Regions from separate parts of the Mus musculus genome. Here regions 1, 2, 3 and 4 are each linked to region 5. The links are chromatin contacts, called in public HiCAR-type, HiChIP or PLAC-seq and promoter capture Hi-C maps. All regions are on one chromosome and are shown on one strand. The core of a region is the stretch at or near the end of the contact, and the rest is flanking DNA. Distances in the headings are between cores, read along the strand shown. Region 1 holds the start of Adarb1 (adenosine deaminase, RNA-specific, B1). Region 2 holds the start of Lrrc3 (leucine rich repeat containing 3). Region 3 holds the start of Pttg1ip (pituitary tumor-transforming 1 interacting protein). Region 4 holds the start of Sumo3 (small ubiquitin-like modifier 3). Region 5 holds the start of Smarcb1 (SWI/SNF related, matrix associated, actin dependent regulator of chromatin, subfamily b, member 1).

Region 1 (3,815 bases), core at 128-2,627, 1.5 Mb after region 5:
CCTATGTGTGCGCGTCAAAATTCACCTCCAACCCCTAATGTCCCAGATGGCTCCCACAAACAGCAGACGCGCTGGGTACTCGCGCTGGGTACTCGGAACTTCGTCTCCCAGGCGCTCGGCGCCCATGTGGGCTCTGAGCCCTCGGAAGGGGCATGGACCACCAAAAAAGCAGCCTGCCTCACCTAGGTTACGGTGTCCACCCCGTGGGAGCGCAGTGTCTCCTTTGCAGGACACAAGATGCTCTCACTGGGCGTAGCTTTCCCTCTGTGGGATATAGGGTTAGGGTCTCCCTCCTCGGAGTTCAGAGTATACTCTGCAGGGCACAGGGTTCCCTCCCTGTGCCCTTCCTCTGGGCGCCGTCTCGCCTCTGCGGAGCACATGGTCCCTTCTGCAGGGCACAAAGTCCCCATCCCCTGGTGCAGCTTCCTCTCCTCAGAGCACAGGGTTCCCACCCCCCAGCCTGAGCTTAGCCTCCCTTCTGCTAGGCACTGGTCCCTTCTGCAGAATACAGAGCTCAACCTTTCCTCTACCAAGCACATGGTCCCTTCTGCAGGGCACAGGGTCCCCATCCCCGGACACAGATTCAGAGTGACACAGGGTGTCTCTTCTCAGGGCGCAGCTTTCCTTTTGCAGGGCACAGGTCCCCTCTCTAGGATACAGGGTCCCCATCCCCGGACGCAGCTTTCCTTCTGCAGGGCACAAGGTCCCCCTCCCGGTGTGCAGTGTCCCCTGTGCTGGGTAAAGGTCCCTTCCCGGGGTACAGGGTCCCCTCCCCGGAGCACAGGTCCCCTCCGCCCGGTACACCATTCCCCTCCCCGGGCGCAGTCTCCTCTCTGATGGGCACAGGTCCCCTCCCTGGAGTACAGGGTCCTCTCCGCGGGCACAACCTCCTGTCCGAGAGGCGCACGGTCGGCTCGCCGCGGCGCAGCGCATCCCACGCGGACGCGGCGCCTCCAGGAGCGGACGAGCCGTCCTGGGCGCAGCCTCCTCCTGCAGCGCAGCGCATCCAAGAGGACCGCGGCCCGCCCTCCGCGCGCCGCCCGGGATGCGCCAGGGACCCCGCAGCTCGCCGCGGGCCCGGGCCCCGCACCATAGGGTCTGGGGTCGGTGGTCAGGTCCGCGGCCGCCGGCGCTGCGCGGCCTCAGCCACCTGCCCCGCGCTTACATAAACGCGGCCGCCCGCGTCCCCGCCGCCTTACCTCCGCTCACGCTGCGCCCGCGGGCTGCCGGCGTCTGGCTCTGGGCGCTGCGGCGGCCTCGGCTAGCCCCGCGGCCCCAGCTAGGAGCCCCTCGCCGCCGCCTCAGCCTCAGCCACCTCAGCCTCAGCCGCTGCCTCAGCCTCTGCCTCTAGCCTCGGCGCCGGCGGCTCCGCCCCCTCGGCTCGCCCCGCCCCAGCCGCCGCAGCCGCGCGCGCGTGCTCGCTTGCAGGGGTGGAGCCAGCGCTCCACGCTGACGTGCGCGCCTCCTGCCCGGAGCCGACGTCCGGACTCGCTCGCGGCGGCGGGAACTGCGAGGGTTAGCGGTTAGAACCAAAACAGGTCGTGCGTCGCTAGGGAGACTCGAAGCGGAAGGGAGCCTCCGACACGCACCGAGAAGATCGACGGGGGCGGGGTTCTCGAACTCGCGGGCAGGAGCCTCGGATGGGACCTAAGGGGACAGGTGGGACCAAGGATCCTAGAGATCCTGTGGGATCTGGGAATGGGGCAGGGAAAATCAGAGCGAAGCCACTGAAGTGCGACTGTGACCGCCGCTTGAAGACCTACTACACCCCGTACGTGGTACCCTGGCATCCCGCAAGAATCGTCCCTGGGCCTTCGTCCAGTTTTGAGAGCTGGCCCTGGCCACTGACACCCACCTCCGTAGACCTTGAAAATAAGTAGGGAGAGGAGCAGGGACATGATTTTGTGAAGCAGGGTGTCTACTGGTGGTCACTAGAAATGATGGCCGGTTTTTAACCTAGACCCCAGGGTCAAGTTCAGGCTCTGCCACCTCTTAGGCATACCAGATGTGTCTTGTGCTTGCATTGTCTGTTTCCACGTTTGTTTAAAAAGAAAAAGGTCTAGTAAAAGACAAGTGCAGGTAGGTAAAGTACTGTGTCGAGCATCCAAGATGTGGTCAACAACTTGTGTGGTTCCTCGCCAGATTGTCTTAACCTGGGGTGCTATGCCCAGAACGGGGCCTGGAGAGGTCCAGAATCGGAAGCATGAACTGACCACAGGAGTAGTGTTGTAGCCGGTCCACATCTGCTTCCATCACAAAAACATGTCCTTTGGACCAGCTAGCCACTCAATGAATTCTTCAGCCTGCCTAAAAGGTGGGCACCAGGCAGTGCCTACGGGTGCACTTGTTGGCAAGTAAGTAGAGATCATCACTCTTGGAACACCTACCAGGATGTCAAGCTTCACATACAAGTATGTGCACAAGGACAAATGTGTCTGTTTCTAGGTATCACACTACCCCAGAACTTAGTAACTTAAAGTCATGGTTTGTAAGTCTGATGAATAGCAGCTTTTATGCAGTGTTCAGCTGGTTTGGTTCATCTCTGCTTCATAGATGACCTCACTCCCTTATGTCATGTGTTACCTACTGTTAGTAAGCTAGCTCTCGTTGCTTCTCATAATGGCTGTGGTTTGGCCACAAGAGAGCAAGTTCCAGCCTTTTCATCCCCTGTGCACATCACCTGTGTTCCTGTGACTCATTGACTGAATTGAAGATGCTGATCTGACACAAGTACATATGAGAGACAGAGATCTGGACAAAGGAAGTATGCTCATCTGAGATGGTCGCTTTGATAGATCTTTGGTTCATTGTGGATTGTTACAGCAAAAACAGAACTCTGCGGTCTCAACCAGGATTAAGTGGAATGACCTTCTTTCTCTGCTGTGTACACTGCCAAAAAAACTAGCTTGAAGTGAAGATAACAGAGCACATAAACAGAAGCTAGAAAATGACATTTTGACAGCCTCCAGGTATCTGTCTGGTGGTGTCATATGCATGGATGGGTTAATTGGCTAGAAAGATATCTTCATCTTCATAGTCTGGAAGTAGAACAGGTCAGGATGCCAGAAAATAGCATAACTGGGAGGCAGTTCAATGTAAGGAGCAGGTATGTTGGACTTGAACTTTGCAAACCCACTATGACACATAGCTGTGAAACTGGACAGATCATTCCATCTATAGGAAAGATGTTGATCCACCTGAAATCTGGTCCATCACTGGTGACCAGAAAGACTTGATGGCGGAGTCTTAGGAATCATAACACATACAAATGTGAATTGGGATATATATATATATATATCAGTAGTTCAGGAGTCGCCACACAAACCACATGAACACCGATTCAGTCAGGTTGGTTTATTGAACACACACCTAAAGACTGATCGACCAGGGCAACAGCTCAGGCTTGAAAGCTAAAAAGCTGTGAGCTGGACATTTCTCAGGGCCAGCTTACAAAGGCTAAGCCCACAAAAACCACAATGAGCTCATACACAGGTGCTGGAAGTGCTTGCCTGGTGGTCAGCCCTGACTCAAGCCATTTTAGACATAACAGCTCATATTGAACTTTAATTTGATGGGTCCTAAGTGAAGCTTATGGCTGTGGAATTTCTTAAAATTAACAAGCCTCATAACATACAAAACATAACAGGGTATGTGGTCTGGTCAGTATGACCCTGCTCTGAGTCAAATTATTTTTTTGCATCAATGACTACCAGGGATATTACAGCAACAATATGAAATAGCTGGCAAGCATGGAGCAAAATGGCTATAGCTATGCTGGGGGCAAGTCTCAACAATATCCGTGTGTGTGTGTGTGT
Region 2 (4,044 bases), core at 764-3,263, 2.0 Mb after region 5:
GCAGATCAGACGGCTCACAGACCTATACCACAAACAGCCTGGGTTTAAGTGGCAGCTGAAGCCAGCCTTGGCAAGGAGTTCCGTTTCTCTCGACCTCCATTTACCTACCCATTAAGATGGGCAAACCCCCCTCCCCCCGCTACAGTGTTAGGCAGTGGCTGCAGGGACCAAATACCAACTATGAAAGTGCTTTTTTGGGCTGAACAGCTGCAATGCACCTCCCTGGGGACACAAGAGCACCATCACCTCCACCTGCTGCAGAAAGACAGGGTAGCCAGGCTCAGTGGCCCACCGGAGGTGGGTGCTAGGGCACAGGGCTAAGAGGCTCCTTGGAGACTGGAGCACTAGGCAGGGACTTCAGGTACTCCAGGTGTCGTCTGGCATCCTCCTGGTTGTGGCGTACGTAGTACACTACGTAGGCAATCACCATGGTAAACCAGCCGAACATGGTGACCAGCATGGCGACATCGGTGGTCTTCCGGTGGGTACTGCAGAAGCTGGCACCTGAGTCCAGGACCTGGATCAGCGGCTTGCCCACAAACTGCTCCTGCGCTGAGGTGTGGCAGGCAATTTCATCCACGGAGTCCGGGTCCAGCTTTAGTTCCCACAGGGCCTCCTGCAGGGCACACTCACAGTGCAGTGGATTGTGGGACAGGCGGATCTTGGCACTCAACTTGCCCAGGGCGTCCTTTGGAATTCTTCGGATGCGATTGTGGGATAAGTCCAGCAGCCGCAGGCCCCCAGCCAGACCTGAGAAGGCTGCTGGCCCAATGGCCTCAATGGCATTATGGGACAGGTCCAGCTCCCTCAGCTGAGGCAGGTGTTGGAAGGCTCCATTGGGGACTCGGGAGATTCTGTTGGCGTCTAGTTTCAGAAGCACCGTGTCGGCTGGGATGTCCCTAGGGATCTCCTGCAGCCCTCTTGAGCTGCAATGGACAGCCACGGCCCCAGCATGGTCAGGGCACTGGCAGGCCTGTGGGCAGGAGGCACCTAACCGTAAGCAGAAGAGGATGAAGAAGCAAGACCCCTGGGAGGGGGCCAGTGTGGCTGAGGGGCTCTGCCTGCCCCTGGGGCCCATGTTGCCTCCACCTGACCCAGGTAGCTCTTCTCCACTGGGATGTGCAAGCGACTGTCCTTCCTCACGTTGCAGGCAGTCATCCAACACAAACTCTTGTGTCTTCGCCTGCTGAAGAGCCTAGTGATCTCAGTTCTACAAGAAAAAAAGAGGAAAGGGAGCTGAGGGTGACCGCCACTGCACATTTCAATTCAATTTGGGAGGACGGGATCAGGGAGGAAAGGAATCGTAGGCATATCAGGTTTGAGGCAGGGCTCCGGGCTATCAAACATACCTGCTTTGTAACTTACTCTAGAAGATTCCCAAGGCCACCCAGAGAAGGCACCTCCCAGCTAAGTAAGACATCTAGGGCTGACCGATGGCTGGAGACTGGCCCTAGCTAGGCAGTTACAGAACCCTGTCCTAGCCTCTGGTCACCCACCCATAGCTGGGGACACAAGTCTGGGCGGAGGCCCAAGGATCCATCTCTTCCCCATCCCCCAGCTCTAGGCGCGTGCTGGCGGAGGTCTTCCCTCTCGATCTGTGCGAGCCAGGTCGGGCGGGGCAAGTGGCCGCGTTCACCAGTTTGTCCCCAAGCACTCGGCTACCTGTGACACCTTAAAGATCGCGGTCATCAATAAAGCTCGCCGCGCACCCTGAAGCAGAAGCTTCATGCCTGAGGCGCTGGAGACACCGGAGAGAAAAAGCAGCCCCCTGCGTGCGGCCCGGCTGGGCAGGGAGCGGCAGCAGAGAGCAGGGCGGCAAAGCAGGGACAGTGGAGCTCCGCGGGTGGGAGGCCACGCGGGCGGATGGGGGCTTTACCTGAGCGGCCGCCGCTGCTCAGCGCCTTCCGAGCTTCCCGGAGCCTGACCAGAGTCCTCCCGGCGCCGCGGCGACCCGCCCCGTGCCCACCGAGCGGCCAGTAAAGAAGGGAGGCGGGCAAGCCATGGCGGGAGGGGCGGGGGCCTTTGCTATAGGGGAGGGGCCGGCAAGAGGAGGGGCAGGGTGGGGCTGAGGCCAGAGGGGCGGGGTTTGTGTGTTGGGCGGGGCCTTGAGAGGGTTTTGGGAGGGGAGGAATAGGTGGAGAGGGGCCTTGCGATAAGGACGGCGCCGGTGAAAAGGGGTCCTAGTAAGGGACCTTGGTGTTCTGTGCTTTGGGGGACGGGGCTTAGCATGTTGTGGGTGGGAGGGGCCAGGTAAGGGCGTGGTCTGTGTGCTGAGGGGCGGGGTCTCTAAAGGGCTGTCCCGTGCGAGAGGCGGGGAAGAGGGGCTGGGGAGGGGAGGGTCCTATTTGAGGAGGGCCAAGGCCTTAAGGGGAAGGGTCAGATAGGTGAGGGGCTGGGTAGGGGCTGGGGCCTGCGTAAGAAAGAGCTAAACAGAGTTCATAAAATCCTACGGGGCGAACACCGAGGGGGGAGCCCAAGGAGGGGTGCACAGGGTTATGGGCGAGGTTTATGTGAGGGGCGGGGCCTGATATGTAAACTGCACTGACTGGGGCGGGATGTGGGCGGGGCCTGTAGGGGCGTGGGCGGGTTTAGGTACCGGCTTTCTAGGGCATTGGTAAGGGAAGGGTCCGTGGGCGTGCCACGTGGCCAAGCCCCGCCCTGAGCAGCCCCACCGCATGACTGACGCCCCTCACCCCAAGTCTCAGGTCTAAGGTCACCATAGAAAGGCAAATGGGAGCGTCGACGCAGGACCTGATCCTCAGCCGGGAACCTATCACCACCGGCCTCAGGAGGACCCCAGTCTTCCTTTGTCACCTGTCTTCCTCCGTGGAGTCTGCGTTTCCCACGACTTCCATAAATGGCCTCCTATCATTTTATCTTTCCGCCTCCTTATTTCGTGGTTCACCACGCTGAGTGGCTCCCTAGGTCCACTGTGCCAGTTTCTATACTGTAACCTGTTCGGCTCCGGCTGGGTTTTAATCTGGGACTCTAACGGAAGGGCCATGGGAGCGTTGTGCAGCAGCCTTGGGTGCATACCCTGAATGGCAGTGTCTGGAGCAGGGTAGGCTCCTTATTACACCCCACTGACAACACAGGCACATAGCCAACAGCTCCTGGTGGGCCCGTGGCTCTAACACTCTGGGTGTGGAACGGTGGCTTGAGCTGTAATACGGGTCTGTGTCACTCCAGAGGCTTATGGTGTGTTCTTCTTTGTTTCCTGTCTGCTCCGTTTCTCTGCTTTTCGATGAGTCGTTTGTTTTCTTTAATTTTGAGTTGTGAGAGTTCTCTGGAAACACCCTCCTTATCAGATGCATAATTTGTAAATATTGTTTCTTGGTCTGTGTGAACTGTCTTTCTATTCTCTTGACAGTTTTCCCCACAGTTGGTTTCTTTCTTTCTTCTTCTTCTTCTTTTTTTTTTTTTTTTTTAATTTTGAGAGAATCTAACTCAGCGATCTTCTTTCTCTGGTGGAAAATGATTTTGAGGTATCTTACGTAAGTTGTCTTTGTCTTAGGGAAAAAGCCACAGGGTCTTATGGATGTAACGATCTGCGTTTGAGTCTTGGTTTGGAGTTGATCTGGGTAAGTAATGTGAGACATGGTAAACAGTTCATTCGGTCTGTTGTTGAGAGGAGCATCTCTAGTTGCTGAGAATATATATATATATATATATATATATATATATATTATATATATATATATATATATAGTTAGAAGTGGCTGTTGGATTATGTATATGTATATATAATTATTTATTTAATGTAGCCATCTTCAGACACACCAGAAGAGGACATCGGATCCCATTACAGATGGTTGTGAACCCCCATGTGATTGCTCGGAATTGAACTCAGGACCTCTGGAAGAGCAGTCAGTACTCTTAACCCTTGAGCTATCTCTCAGCCCTAGTTGGTTTTTTTGTTTTGTTTTGTTTTGTTTTGTTTTGTTTTTGTAAGTCTGTTACCATTGGATTATAGCAACTAGTCTTCAAGTGTTAAGTTGGCCTGTGCTGGGGGATAAAAGCAACTTAGTTTTGATGTTATTATCT
Region 3 (4,114 bases), core at 137-2,636, 1.7 Mb after region 5:
CAGTGATACAAAGACCCTGAGTCCTCCCAAGCTCAGGAATTGAAATCCCACCAATCCTCATCCTGGAAATCTCCACGGGAAGCCCCACCCCCAAGAAATCCTATATAAGCTCTGCCTTTGGCTTCGTTCTCTGCTGCTTTTCACCCTAGCAGAATTAGCTGCCCTCCTGTTTTTGTTGTTGTTGTTGCTGTTGTTTGTTTGCTTTTTTTCCCTCTCCATAAATCTCTTGTGTGCCTCATGTGTCGTGTGACTTTGTGGTATTCCTTGGCTCCCAATTGCCAGGAAGCCTCTCTAGCAGAGCTGTAACATTTTCCCCGGAACAGAACTTGGCTGGGGAAAACCTGCCTGGCCGAAGTAAAGCTGTAACGCTTTCACTGGGGAAAGCCTCCCTCTGGCAAAGCAGAATTGTTACACTTTGGCTGGAGAAGTCTTCCTCTGCAGAGCAGACCTGTGACACTTTCCATGGGAACCCCCTCCTGCAGCAGAACTGTTATACTTCCTTTGGGAAAACCTTCTGCCGCAGCACCAGGAGTGGAGCTGGAACGCTTCAAGCCTTTCCCTTCAGAGTTGCAACACTTACAGTCATAACTAGCTTGTATCAAATGGACATAAAGCTGGTGGGCTCAAGCTTGTATCCTATTTTGCTTACTCCTACTGGAGTCTGGGTCTTTAATGAGTCGAGAAACTTGGGATCCAGAGTCCCGCATTGATCTTTTTGGTGTCTGGCTATCTAGGTCTCTGGTTCATGCACAATCAAGCAGGGAAGGTACCCTCTTACTCAAAGCTCCTGTGTCTTCAAGTTTGCGTCCCCAGTCACTATCAATAAGGATTTGTTTTGTTTTCTTTGAGTCAGGGTCTCATTGGTTAAGGAAGACCTTGAACTTCTGATCCTTCCAATGCTCCACCCCCAAGTGCTGAGATGATAGGTGTGTGTTATCACGACTCATTTGTGAGGTTCTGAGGATGGAACTCGGAGGCTTTGTGCATGCATTGGTTGCCAGGCAAGCAATTCTACCATCTAAGCTACACCCTCCACATTCCCTCAGTGATTTAAACGCCTTTCAGTAACAAGTTCGAGACAGCTTGGATGCTGTTTTAACGTAAATCCACAAAACCTGCCCTCTGGACACGCATACGGCTCTGGCAGAGAATTAACAGGACTGGCAGAGGTTTCCAAGGGTTGGCGGCTACAGAGCAGTTGTGTTAGGCAGAGCAGCTGAGCCTCAGAACCCGCCTCAGAGTCCAGCAGCTCCATTCCAGAGCAAGTGGCAAAGCTTCGCTGTCCACTGCCCAGCCTAGTAGTCTACTACGCACGCGCGCTGCTCTGACGCTCCGGTTATTGCTCCCTCCCCGCAGTTCCAGCAGCGCGCAGGCGTGCTAAGCCTCAGCTGCGCCCGTAGGCGGGCGGAGGTCAGGGGGCGGAGCCAGCGGCTGCGCACTCGCAAGCTCCGCCCGTCTGGCTAGCTTACGGAGGCGGAGCGCTTACTGTGGAAACATCCTAGCTCGGCGTTGGAGTTGAGTCGCCTGAGGTCCCCGCCGACGACGCACTCACCATGGCGCCTGCTAACCTTGGGCTGACGCCGCACTGGGTGATGCTCCTCGGTGCCGTGCTGCTGTTGCTTCTGTCCGGAGCCTCCGCGCAGGAACCTCCGAGAGTGGGTAAGGCCCGTGGGCCTAGGGGCCGAGGAGTAGGAGGAGGGCGGCCGGGTCGGATCCAGGGCGGAGTCCAGCCCGCGGGCTTGGCTGCCTCTGCGCTCACGCCCTCCCTTGAAGCTGGGTAAGGCAGCCAGCCTCTGCTGGAAGTTAACGTCGTGCCCTGAGGCACGAAAGACTCGGCTAGTCGGAACCGACGCCTCGGCACCTGCTTAGCATCTCGGGGACCATCTGCATTCCAGCACTGTTTTTGTTTGAGGGGAATCAGGGAGCTGACAAGTTGTGTCCAAGACTGAGGCTTGGTCAACTTTGACCTTTGTACGCTCGCTAGAGTTGATGAGGCGCTGCAAGAGAGTATTTTTGTTAGCTCAGGCTCTCTCAAGGTGTCTTTACACTCTAGCCTGTCACGGTGTGTTTTCTCTTTGTGACCTTTTGCCAGTTGTCGCGTCTCTCTGTTTAAGTTTCTTATCTGCTCCCAGGTATGCCTAGGACCGGTCTGGGACTGCCTCACTCCTGCTACCTTGGTGAGGGTGACTAAAGGAGCTGACCCTGGCCGCCCCGGGGAACTTGGGGCTAGATTCTCCAGTAAGGACTTTATGCCAGGCAGAGTGTTGGGGAGCCTGTGGAGACCCAGGACCCTTCCCAGTGTCTCAAGGGTGTCTGCTGCGATACTGGGGGGAGGGGGGGGGGCACGAACCTTCACCTGTTACCAACCACCACGTGTTAGGTGTAAGGATTCTACTCCTTGACATTCTATAGGGAGATAGCTGATGTTTAAAACGGCTAGTCTTTACAAGGAATTTGCATAAATTTACATTACCGTATCCTGTATCCCAAAACTCGCCTTTTTTTGTTGTTTGAGACTGGGTTCAGGCTGGTTTTGAACTTTTTTGTTTGTTTTTTCGAGACAGTGTGTCTCTGTGTAGCCCTGGCTGTCCTGGAACTCACTCTGTAGACCAGGCTGGCCTTGAACTCAGAGATCCGCCTGCCTCTGCCTCCCTAGTGCTGGGATTAAAGGCGTGTGCCACCACGCCCAGCTTGGTTTTGAACTTAAAGGTGTCTGCCTGCCTCTGCCTCTCAAATGCTGACCATAAAGCATTTGCCCTGCCTGGCAAAACTCACCCTTTAAATATTTTTTGTGTGCTTCACAGAACCTGTAGTAGATTATAGATCCGTAGAGTGAAATTTGCGACATTGAGGACACTTTGACAGGGCTTTTGGACCCTCTACTAATGGCGTGTGGAGTCACTGTCTCTGAGCTTCATCTTGGGAAAACAGTCCCTAAAAGGGCTGCAGTGGTGTTAGGAACACTAAGACACAGTGATGGCTGGTGCAGGTCTCCAAGTAGTGGGTCCTTACTGAACACCCCAGTTTGTAGAGGAATCTGCAGTTCCCCTCCCTCTGTCCCTGAGGAACCTGCCTTAGTGAACTGTATTATTCAATACTGCATACATGCCTTTTGGGGTGTCCTGCCCCTCCTTTTCTCAAACAGTGCAGTGTTGAGGACTACTTTGTCAAGCAAGTGTACTCCCAACATGACATTCGAGATGTCCTCTGAGTTCTGAATTCTGTCACCAGAGTGGGCACTCTTAAGCCCTTTCAAGTTCATTTCACTTGGGGGCACAGGAGATGGCAGCATGTTTCATAGGTTTACAATGAGTAAGGTTCACTTCCTTAGTTTCCACAATTATTCCTTTCCCACATGTAGGTGTGTCTTTTTGTCCTGAGGACCTGAGTCGACTCACCCGAAACGTCAAGGACCCACTCAGAAGCGAGTCACTATTTATTGCCTTTCCATTTAGTTATTAAATGAGTCTGAAAGTTCTTTAATAATGAGTAAATAGCTATTCTAAACTGAACTCTAAGCCACAGTGCCTCAGAGTCAGGACATCCGTGATCAGCATTGAGAAACCACAAGGACATTGTTCCTATCTCCAGTGTGTGGTTGGCTGTGTCCCGTGATGAGGTGAGAGATACTGTGTGTGGCCTCCCTGAAATGTGAGCCACGGGGCAGCAGGTTGTCAGTGTTTCCTTCCTTGCCACATGAGTCTGGGAGTTACTTCAGCCAGAATGCCTGCCATTGATGCTCTCCGGTACACAAGGTCTGTGGAGGAGGAGGGCTGGCCCCTGGGGATTCAGACTGCCAAGTAATGGGCAGGGCCAGCATGGCCATTCTCAGGGACTCAGGGGCTCAGGGTGTGTTTCTTGGAACTCAGTCTTTCAGTTCTCAAAAGCCCAGTTACCAAAACATCCTGTAACAGATCCGGACCTCGTCATTCCGGGGACATTGTGTGGGCTGATAGTAAGCAAGACCATCCTTTCTTGTGGATGACTTTGAAAACGCTGGAGAGTGGGTGTGTTCAGCACACCCTCAGCTGTCAGCATTAATGAGAAGGATCCCAGTGTGGGGGTGTAGGAGCGCTAAGGGGCAGTACAACCAGCTAATGGTGCAGCTGTCCTG
Region 4 (4,388 bases), core at 1,152-3,651, 1.7 Mb after region 5:
ATGCTCCATTTGTAGAGCCATTTATTTAAGTCTGTAAGAAACATGAACATATTTGCTTAGTCTCGGGAAATGTCTTAGGTTGTGTCTCTTTGTTCCATTTTCTTTCCTTGAGATTCTGATACATACTTGCACTGATCCGGGATTCTGGTCAGGTGGATACACACTTGTACTGATTCAGCAGGGCCTCTGCTTCTTCCCGTCCCTCTCTTTCCCTGAGACCCCAGAGTCCCTTGATTTCCCTTGGGAAGTTCCTCAGCCAGGGCCCTCTCTTCATCTTCTCTGGATGCTGTTCTTGATCCTCAGCTGTCTCCTTGGAAGAGTGTGTGACTAGGTGTGTGTGGAACCTCAGCTTATTATGGGGTGTCTGGGTCTGCTGTATGAAGGCAGGCTGGGATGCCCCATGCAAGGCAAGCCACTCTTCTCAGGTAACCAAAGTCATGCTAAGGTCTCATCCATGCCCAAGGGGCCTCCTTACAACATTAAAAAAAAAAAGGTGTGTGTATGTGTTCTGTGTATGGGTAGGTGTGTGTGAGTGCAGTACCTATAGAGGCCAGAAGAGGGTGCCAGACGTCCTGGAGAAGGGGCGCTGAGATCCAAACTCAGGTCCTTTGGGAAAACGGAGTGTTCTGTTTACATATACACATAGACATAGACATAGACATACACATATCTTAAGAACAGGCTTTGAAATACACACGAGTGAGCATCTTCCTGTTACCGGTTGTTCACTTTGCATAATGGTAGGCTTTCAGTGTGTGAATGGGTCATCATATGGTGTGAATGGATCGCAGTGTGGCTGTTTCTTGCTGCAGCTCACGTAGGTGCCGAGTTCATCCATCCTGTGCTGCACGTGTTGTTCTCCGATCACTTGGTAACAGATGCCCTCAGCCACAGACCCTCAGGTTTGATTCTTGTATCCTATAAACTGTTAATACAACACTTTATAATGCTTGGCATCTTAGAGCTGGTGGTACACTGTGGTCTGAACACTGCCTGCCCCGAGTCACTCACAGCTAATAGTGGAGGGAAGGTGTGCTCTGATCTCCAACAACTGCTTCAGTCAGCCTGGTTTCTGGAGTCCTGTCTCCCAGTTACACAGTCTGAGCTGGACATTCCAGAGATATGTTCAGCTAAGGATGACCATGATCTGTATTTGAGGAAAATCCATACCTTGGTCTGGTCTGGGTGTGGGATGAGTTCCAAATGCGTCCTTGTGGAAGACCTTGACAAACTTCTCGAAGAAAGGTCATGTGTACAGGGGAAAGGCTAAAAAAGGTTGGCTTCACAGACACTTGGCTTAGTAGCTTTGCAGTATTACCAGGAAGTGGGGATACTTGTCTGCTGGCCCTTCCTTGGAACAGAAACATACTTCTGTCAAACAGAGCGCCACTTCTCTGGAGGCTGCTGTGTGGTCCTGGAACACGGCCAATCAACACCTTCCTGAGACGACTGTGGGTGACTGTGTCAGCCCTGACTGGCCTGATTTGCAGGTGTTAGCAGACAGACACAGAGGGCCTGTGGGCTGCATTCTAAAAACTCACGCCAAGATACAAGGAAAGGACACTCTTGACCCCTTAGCCAGGGCTCCCGATGGATCTTCCAGCTCAAGCTTCCCTTGTTTTGCTTATCTAGTTGACTCCTTGGGCATGTTATTAAACTTCTAGGCATCTTGGTGTGCTGTGTAAAATGGGTTATTAGTGTCCACAATAGCATTCCAGAAACAGCAAATGGTAGGTCAGAAGGGAAGCTTTCTGTGCCTGTCACTCTCACCCACCCAAGCCACCTAGTGGTTACTTTGGGACTACGTAAGGAGGGAGAAAGGCAGCTAGATAGTGAGAATGAAGGGGAAGAGCTTGTCCTTCTGGAGAGCCATCTTGGGAATGGCCCTTGTGGAGGCTGGTCCACCCCATCCAGGAAATCAAATGAAAAAAGATGAAATGGGAGCATGTGCTGGCTTTCTGGGCCAACAGAAGCCATCCTCTGTGTCCTCAAAGGATGCCTTTTCTAGACATGAGCCCTCCTGTGACATTCAAATTAAAGGCCAGAGGCCTGTTCCAGGAGTGTGTGGTCCATAAACCATGCCTGGTAACCTCCTTATTCGTCTTCCGGACCACCTGAAAGGGTTAGCCTGAGTTTCTTTGCCCTCTCTTACCCAAATGCAGCCTGCATATAAGAAAAAGTCCCCAAATGTGGGTGGTGAAGAGGCTACTGGTTGGGCCAAAACGTTCCTCTGGGTCCTGACCTAGCACACAGCGCCCCCACTCCTCCCGTGCCTCCCTGCGTGGACGCGCAGTCTTGCACCCACATCCGGGGTCTCTGGGCCTAGGACCTTGAGTCGCGCGTCCCCGGGGCTCTGCGCGCACCCGGGCGCCTGACCCGCCCCGTGACGCATTCGCAACCGTCCTGAATCGCGGCTGGCCAGCGCGCACCCGCGGCGCGGGGCGCGCGCCTCGTGCACGCGCCCGACCACGTGACTCCGCGCGACCAACCAGCGCGCCGGGATTTAGGGATAAAGCGCGGCCCCGCGACAGTTGCGGCGGGAGAGCGGCGGGGCAGAGAGCGTGACTCGCCCGCTCCAGTGCCACCGGTTCCCGCTGCGCTTGCCGCCGCCGTCGCTGCGCAACCATGTCGGAAGAGAAGCCCAAGGTAAGCCCGGTACGCAAGCCGCAGCAGATTCCGCGGAACGCAGGCCGGGCCGCGCGCAAAAAGGGCCCGCGGGGCCGCGCCCGAGCCTCAGCGCCCCTCCCCCACCGACCCGCGCCCCTCCCCCACCAGCATTGCACTCCGCCCCGGGCAGCGCGCTAGCCCCACCCCCGGCTGTGCCTCCCGCCACACCAAGGCTCCGCCTCCGGGGTAGCCCCGCCCCGGGTGTAGCCCCGCCCACGGCTCGAGAACCCGGAACTTGGGTGCTGGTTCTTGGTTCGCAAGGGCCTCACTCCCTGACGCGGCCATCCTTTCGCGTGCCGTGCGCACAGTTGCACGCGTGGTGCTGCGCGTGAGGCTCAGCGGGCGCTCGTGAGAGCTGCACCGGAGTAAGAGCAAGGCTGGCCGCTCCGGGCTTCCAATGTTCGCCCGGCCGCATGCCCTTCCACTCCATCGCCGTGGTCTCGGCAGTTGGTGCGTGGGAAGGCCAGGGTTGCCCATTTCAAATTGAACAGTTTTCCCACACTCACCTGCCCTGCTGGGGGCAGTTTTATCCAACGGGAGATAAACGTTGGAGCCTGGCATTCTGTGCTCTTGACTGGCCTGGAGATGACCACTGTGTTGGCTCAGGTGAGAGACCCCAGGAGCAGGGCAAGCATCTGGACTAATGCCATGGTACCATGCTCAGCAGCCGAGCCCAGAAATATCTTGCCTGCGAGGTCCTTACCTTTAATTTCAGCTCAGCCTTGGGTCCTGCCTGCACCATCCCGGATATTGAATGAGCACCTGTTCGCCCTGTGCCAAGAGTAGACAACTTACTTTATTATATTTTGTAGCTGGTAACTACAACAAGAGTTGTAACCTTTTGGTGCGGTTAGGCAGGAAGTGAATGCCTGGTGTGTACTGGAGTGGCCATGCCTTCTGCCTCGGGTTAGTGGAGACAGAGGGTTATATGTTATATTTTGGTGACGCAGCCCAGGGGCTGTTGTCCACTAGGCAGATGCTCTACCAGTGAGTTACTTACTCTCTCCACACCCCCACAGCGGCCCCCCCCCCTTTTTTTTTAGACAAGGTTCCTTTGTGGTCCAAGCTGTCCTGGAGTTTAAGACCAGGCTGACTTCAAACTCAAAAGAGATCTTCCTGTTTCTGTCTCCTGAATGTTTCCCTGTGTAGCTCATGCTGGCCTCCACCTATACCCAGGAGCTCCCGGGTGTCAGGTGTTGGCAGTCAGTGTGCTGAGTAAGCCCTCCTTCTTCTGTATTTACTTGCTAATTAGAGAACTCCAGGCCAGAGCCCAGCCAGGCATCCTTCCGTTGGAGGGAAGCAAGCCTGAGGCCTTTCACCTCTGTCTCTGTTTTTGAACACACACATCCTTTCGGGAACCGGGTTAGAAGTCAGCATCTTGGGACCTGGAGTGATTCATGCTTCTCACTAGCGGACTTTACTTTTTCTCATATTGGATGCCACCCTTTGGAGAAGGGGGCAAGCTCTGTGGACAGTGCTGCTGTGTCACTGGTGTCCTGGGAGTGAGTGGGCAGGGGAAGGGGAAGGGATGATGCCTCAAGGTGTGCCTTCAGGTTCTTGATGGAGCCTCTCTCCTGCCGAACCATTTCTCAGACTAGAAGGAGCCATGCTCCTACCTAAAGCTGTTAGGACCCAGTGCAGGGCAGGTTGCTTTCTGCACCCTGCACCCGAGCTTCCTGACACTAGTCTACCTCTCTCTCCGGGAATAAAAATGTTGCTGA
Region 5 (4,010 bases), core at 257-2,756:
GAAGGAAGAAAGAAAGAGAGGAGGGGAGGAGAGACATAAACTGGTTGGGGGTTGCCCTTAGATGGAATGAAGTTAGTTTGAGATAGACAATCTGCACCAAAAAAAAAAAAAAAAAAAAAAAAGGTAGAAAGAAAGAAATTTCAGCTGAGCAGTGGTGGCACACGCCTTTAATCCCAGCACTCAGGAGGCAGAGGCAGGCACATTTCTGCCAGCCTGGTCTACAGAGTGAGTTCCAGGACAGCCAGGGCTACACAGAGAAACTGTCTCGAAGAAGAAAAAGAAAAGAAAAACAAAAAAAACAAAAAAACACAAAGATTTGGCTGGTCTCTAGGGTTAATTGAAGGGATTTTCTAAGGTTGTGGTTCTCAACCTTCCTAATGCTGTGACCCTTTAATACAGTTTCTCATGTTGTAATGACCCCCTCCACCATAAACTTTTTTCGTTGCTACTTCATAACTCTAATTTTTGCTACAGTTACGAATCATAATGTAAATACCTAATATGCAGGATCTTTGATATGCGACCCCTGTGAAAAGGGTAGTGGCTGGCGCACAGGTGCGATCCTAAGGAACCCTGTCCACCTGACTGCACAGAAGCTGTCTCTTCTAGCTCTGGGTTCTGGGTTAGCGACCCTTCAGATTTATCCCCTATAAAAACTCAAAATTAGTTCACTGATCTCCAAAACGTTAGTGCTTCCGACCTCAGGGCCTCAATCCACTCAAAAGCAAACATGTCCAATCACTTTCTAAACATCATAAAAGCTCTCTGCAGTCCACCTCGCAAGCAACAACACAAAGGGGAAGAGGCTTTCCTAAGCTTCGGGCTTACAAGTAGAGATTTCGAGACCGGGGCAGTGGGGTGCACGAGAGCTGCCAAAGGGTTCAAGGGCAGTGTTGCACCTCCACTTCCAAGCGCCCAGGGGCTTCCCGAACATCCTTTCCCCATCTGCCTAGAGTGTACCGGCTCGACGCTCTAAGCTAGGACAGATGCTTAGGGTCTGAACAACGTTAAGTGGGTAAAGAAAACCCAGGACGGTCCAGGCGGGACCGGCCACGCCCACCAGGCCACGCCCCAGCTGCGAGCACGCGCCCGCCTCCGCGATGAATGGAGGCGCGCTCTCGGGGAGCACTAGCCCGCCCCGGGACTCGAGCCGGCCAGCCGCTGCCCGGGAAGCCGAGAACGCGCCGCGGGCTACCTCGGAGCCGATCATGTAGAACTCCCCGTCGTCCTCCAGCTGAAACTTGACGGGCTTCTGCCCGAAGGTCTTGCTCAACGCCATCATCATCATGGCGGCGGGGGAAACCGGCAGCCGGGGTCGAGCTGGAAAGAATCCGGTGGGCTAGGGCGGGGCCGAGGCGCGTCGGACCGAAAGGAACGGAGGCCTGGAGGTGAAGGTCGGGCAGGGCAAGCCGGGCGAACCGGGCGAGCGCTCGTGTCACTACTGGGCTCCTTGGCCGTCTCTGCAACGAGCAGGCCGCCCTCGGTGCGCATGCGTGGAGAAGCTGACGCTAACGTGCGCGCCGCAGCCTGCGCGACTCAAGGCCGAGCGCGTTCCCGCAAGCCCTTAAAGGGACCCGAGTTCTTTTTTGCTTCCTAGGCTTCCTCCCTGGGCGGGTAAGGAGGAAAACCTCTCAGCGACCGAAATAGCCACTGAGGCCCTGACTCAGGCGGTAGCTTTCCTAGTCGCATAGCCAGAGCTGGCACTCCGCCCCGGGATGAAGGAAAAAAATGAGACGTTAAGCGAGGAGAAGGACCGCTCTATCTGGAAGCCCGAGGGAAGCTGGGTGGGCATGGCGACCCCACGCTAGCGCCTCAGGTTTTCCACCCGAAAGTGCGTTAGGAATAGCTAGCTATCCACTCCAGGCCAACAGCAGTTCCCGAGGCAGTAGGGATGGGAAGAATGACAATACTGGATGGAGGTTGGTACTATTCAAAGATCTAGGTGATGTGCCAGATGAACGGGAGGAGGCACTTGCATTCCTTCCTTACCTCTGCAAGCTTGGTGCCCACAAGCCCAGCCCTGGTCTGTGCCTCTGCCCGCCTTGGGGCATAACAGCCCCGAGAGAAGACAGTGCTTCTGGAACGTGTCCAAGCAGTCCACCCCCTGTTGAACAGAGCCGTGACTCCAAAATGTTTAATGTTTATTGTAGCACTATTACAGGAGCTTAAGTTATAGCCTAGCCTAGGTAGCTATTCAACAATAGAGGAATGGATGAAGAAAATGTAGTCTAGGCTGGGTGTGGTGGTGCAAGCTTTTAGCTTCAGTTCCAAGACAGTCAGGGATATGTTGAGCAACTCTGTCCCAGAAAACAAAAAAGAGTGTGAAATGTGTGTACATGTGTTTTTTGTTTTTCAGCCACAAAAGTGAAATTACATTGTTTTCAGGAAAATGGATGCAACTAAGATATCATATTAAACAAATCAGGCCAGTCTCAGAAAGACAAATACGTTTTCTCTCATTTGTGCTTTCTAGATTTTCCTTAGATACATAAAATATGTATTCCACAGAACATTAAAGTAAAAGTGACATTGTGTATGGGAGCAAAGGGACTAACAACCTAGTGTAGGGGAGGTGGGGGCATGGTGGGATGTGCAAAATACAAACACTTCTCTGAAAGCAGCAGGACAAACAGTGGCCAGCTTCATAAGGGTCAGTCTAATGAGACTGCAATTGTGACTGGGGTCATGATGAAGGAGATGTTAAAGAACTAGGAAAGGCTGTGGTAACCAGGAGTTTGCCCACTGATCTCACAGCCATGGGAACCAGAGGGTTAAGGGCCAGGGGTGGCTCACACTTTTAATCCCAGAACTCCAGAGTCATAGGCAGGCAGACCTCTGTGGGTCCCAGGACAGTCAGGGATGTATAATGAGACCATGCCTCCCTCAGCTCCCACCCCCAGTAGTTAGGCATGATCTGATAAAATGATACTGCTTTTGCTGAGACAGCCAGTCAGTTAGAAAGCCACTGTGGGTATACCTCTATTTGTTCAGGAATGGGACAGGAGAGACTCTAAATATGGGTCCTAGCCCCAGGGAAACAGTCTTGGGGCACAAAGGCTCTAACCCTTACTCCCAAATCTTGACTGCAAATTGCAAAGAAAAACAGACAGGCGCTTAGAAAACACTCATGTTTAATGACAGTCTTGGCTTTTTTGGGTTTTGTTTTTTGTTTTTTTAAAAAAGTCTTTATACACTGTATACACATGTACATGGCTTAGAGGGTACCTGTGCTAGGAAGAGGGCCCCAGAAAGAAATGGCCTGGGGCAAGGCTGTGAGGTATGTGGGGCCTTTGAGGTTCCGTGTCTCTGGGAGGAAGCAGCTGCCTCCTTGGCTGGCTGTGTACCTTTTGGCCTGAGTTCCAGGAAGCACTTGTCTGAATCACCTGCCAGAATATGATCAGTTCACTATCTCTCCAGAGCTGACTTACCAGGAAAGATACTGGTCCAGTTGCTTAGCAGGGGCAGCATGGTACCCTGGGCATCTCATTACCAACACCACTCCCAACAGGAACCTCATTGCAGGTGATTCCTGAGTTTGTGTGGGGGTTCTACTTTGAGGGACAGAGATGGAGACCTTGGGCAACCAGGCTGACTGTGGATTATTGGTAGCTGAAATATTGCCAGCCCAAAACCTCCCTTATTTTTAAGTAACACCAAAGCCTTTGCCTAGTCTGAGACAATTGTTGGCAGGTGACCATGACCAGCATGGTCGTTCCTACAAACAGTGGCTGCACCCCAACCCACTCCCCTGAGGAGACATAGGCCCTGTCTGTCCCATGCCTGAAGCCCAGAGCCACAGATATGGCTGTGGGTCTCTTACATGATCTAAGTGCCCTGGCAGGAGTCAGTACCCCTGAATGCATCCAAAGTGTTGTCAGCGGAAAGTATTGGCAGGCTCAGCACAGTCAAAGAAGTCAGGACCTACGGGGCGAGGAAAGCCTTCTAGGACCTTCACCTTCACGGGATCAAACTTCCAGTAGAGATGGCCACGAAGGAAGTAGGCATAGCCT

The links. Promoter capture Hi-C pulls out the DNA fragments that hold promoters and counts their contacts. HiCAR-type assays count read pairs that join an accessible place to other places. HiChIP or PLAC-seq counts read pairs in DNA pulled down with a chosen protein or histone mark.
Region 1: a contact with region 5 is called in a promoter capture Hi-C map of liver, with 6 times the contacts expected there. The contact joins the promoter of Adarb1 here to the promoter of Smarcb1 in region 5. A contact is called at or near these places in 2 of 39 promoter capture datasets (liver and pre-B cells) and 1 of 115 datasets of contacts at active chromatin or transcription factors (pancreatic cancer cells).
Region 2: a contact with region 5 is called in a promoter capture Hi-C map of liver, with 2.9 times the contacts expected there. The contact joins the promoter of Lrrc3 here to the promoter of Smarcb1 in region 5. A contact is called at or near these places in 2 of 39 promoter capture datasets (both in liver) and 1 of 9 other capture datasets (liver).
Region 3: a contact with region 5 is called in a HiCAR-type map of astrocytes, with 4 times the contacts expected there. The contact joins the promoter of Pttg1ip here to the promoter of Smarcb1 in region 5. A contact is called at or near these places in 2 of 39 promoter capture datasets (both in liver) and 1 of 115 datasets of contacts at active chromatin or transcription factors (astrocytes).
Region 4: a contact with region 5 is called in an H3K27ac HiChIP or PLAC-seq map of microglia, with 8 times the contacts expected there. The contact joins the promoter of Sumo3 here to the promoter of Smarcb1 in region 5. A contact is called at or near these places in 4 of 39 promoter capture datasets (the C10 cell line, liver and pre-B cells) and 1 of 115 datasets of contacts at active chromatin or transcription factors (microglia).

The regions. Positions count from the first base shown.
Region 1 is chr10:77,416,896-77,420,710 of GRCm38.p6, forward strand. It overlaps Adarb1 (adenosine deaminase, RNA-specific, B1), which reads right to left and starts at 1,378. Exons shown (of 11, transcript NM_001024837.2): 1 at 1,200-1,378. It overlaps Gm17769 (predicted gene, 17769), which reads left to right and starts at 1,481. Exons shown (of 1, transcript NR_027377.1): 1 at 1,481-3,815.
Region 2 is chr10:77,900,523-77,904,566 of GRCm38.p6, forward strand. Lrrc3 (leucine rich repeat containing 3) reads right to left here and starts at 2,014. Exons shown (of 2, transcript NM_145152.4): 1 at 1,877-2,014; 2 at 1-1,210. The coding sequence starts at 1,078. The coding sequence ends at 305.
Region 3 is chr10:77,580,269-77,584,382 of GRCm38.p6, forward strand. Pttg1ip (pituitary tumor-transforming 1 interacting protein) reads left to right here and starts at 1,387. Exons shown (of 6, transcript NM_145925.3): 1 at 1,387-1,659. The coding sequence starts at 1,554.
Region 4 is chr10:77,603,696-77,608,083 of GRCm38.p6, forward strand. Sumo3 (small ubiquitin-like modifier 3) reads left to right here and starts at 2,402. Exons shown (of 4, transcript NM_019929.4): 1 at 2,402-2,646. The coding sequence starts at 2,626.
Region 5 is chr10:75,920,108-75,924,117 of GRCm38.p6, forward strand. It overlaps Smarcb1 (SWI/SNF related, matrix associated, actin dependent regulator of chromatin, subfamily b, member 1), which reads right to left and starts at 1,507. Exons shown (of 9, transcript NM_011418.2): 1 at 1,196-1,507. The coding sequence starts at 1,288. It overlaps Mmp11 (matrix metallopeptidase 11), which reads right to left. Exons shown (of 8, transcript NM_008606.3): 8 at 3,115-4,008. The coding sequence ends at 3,875.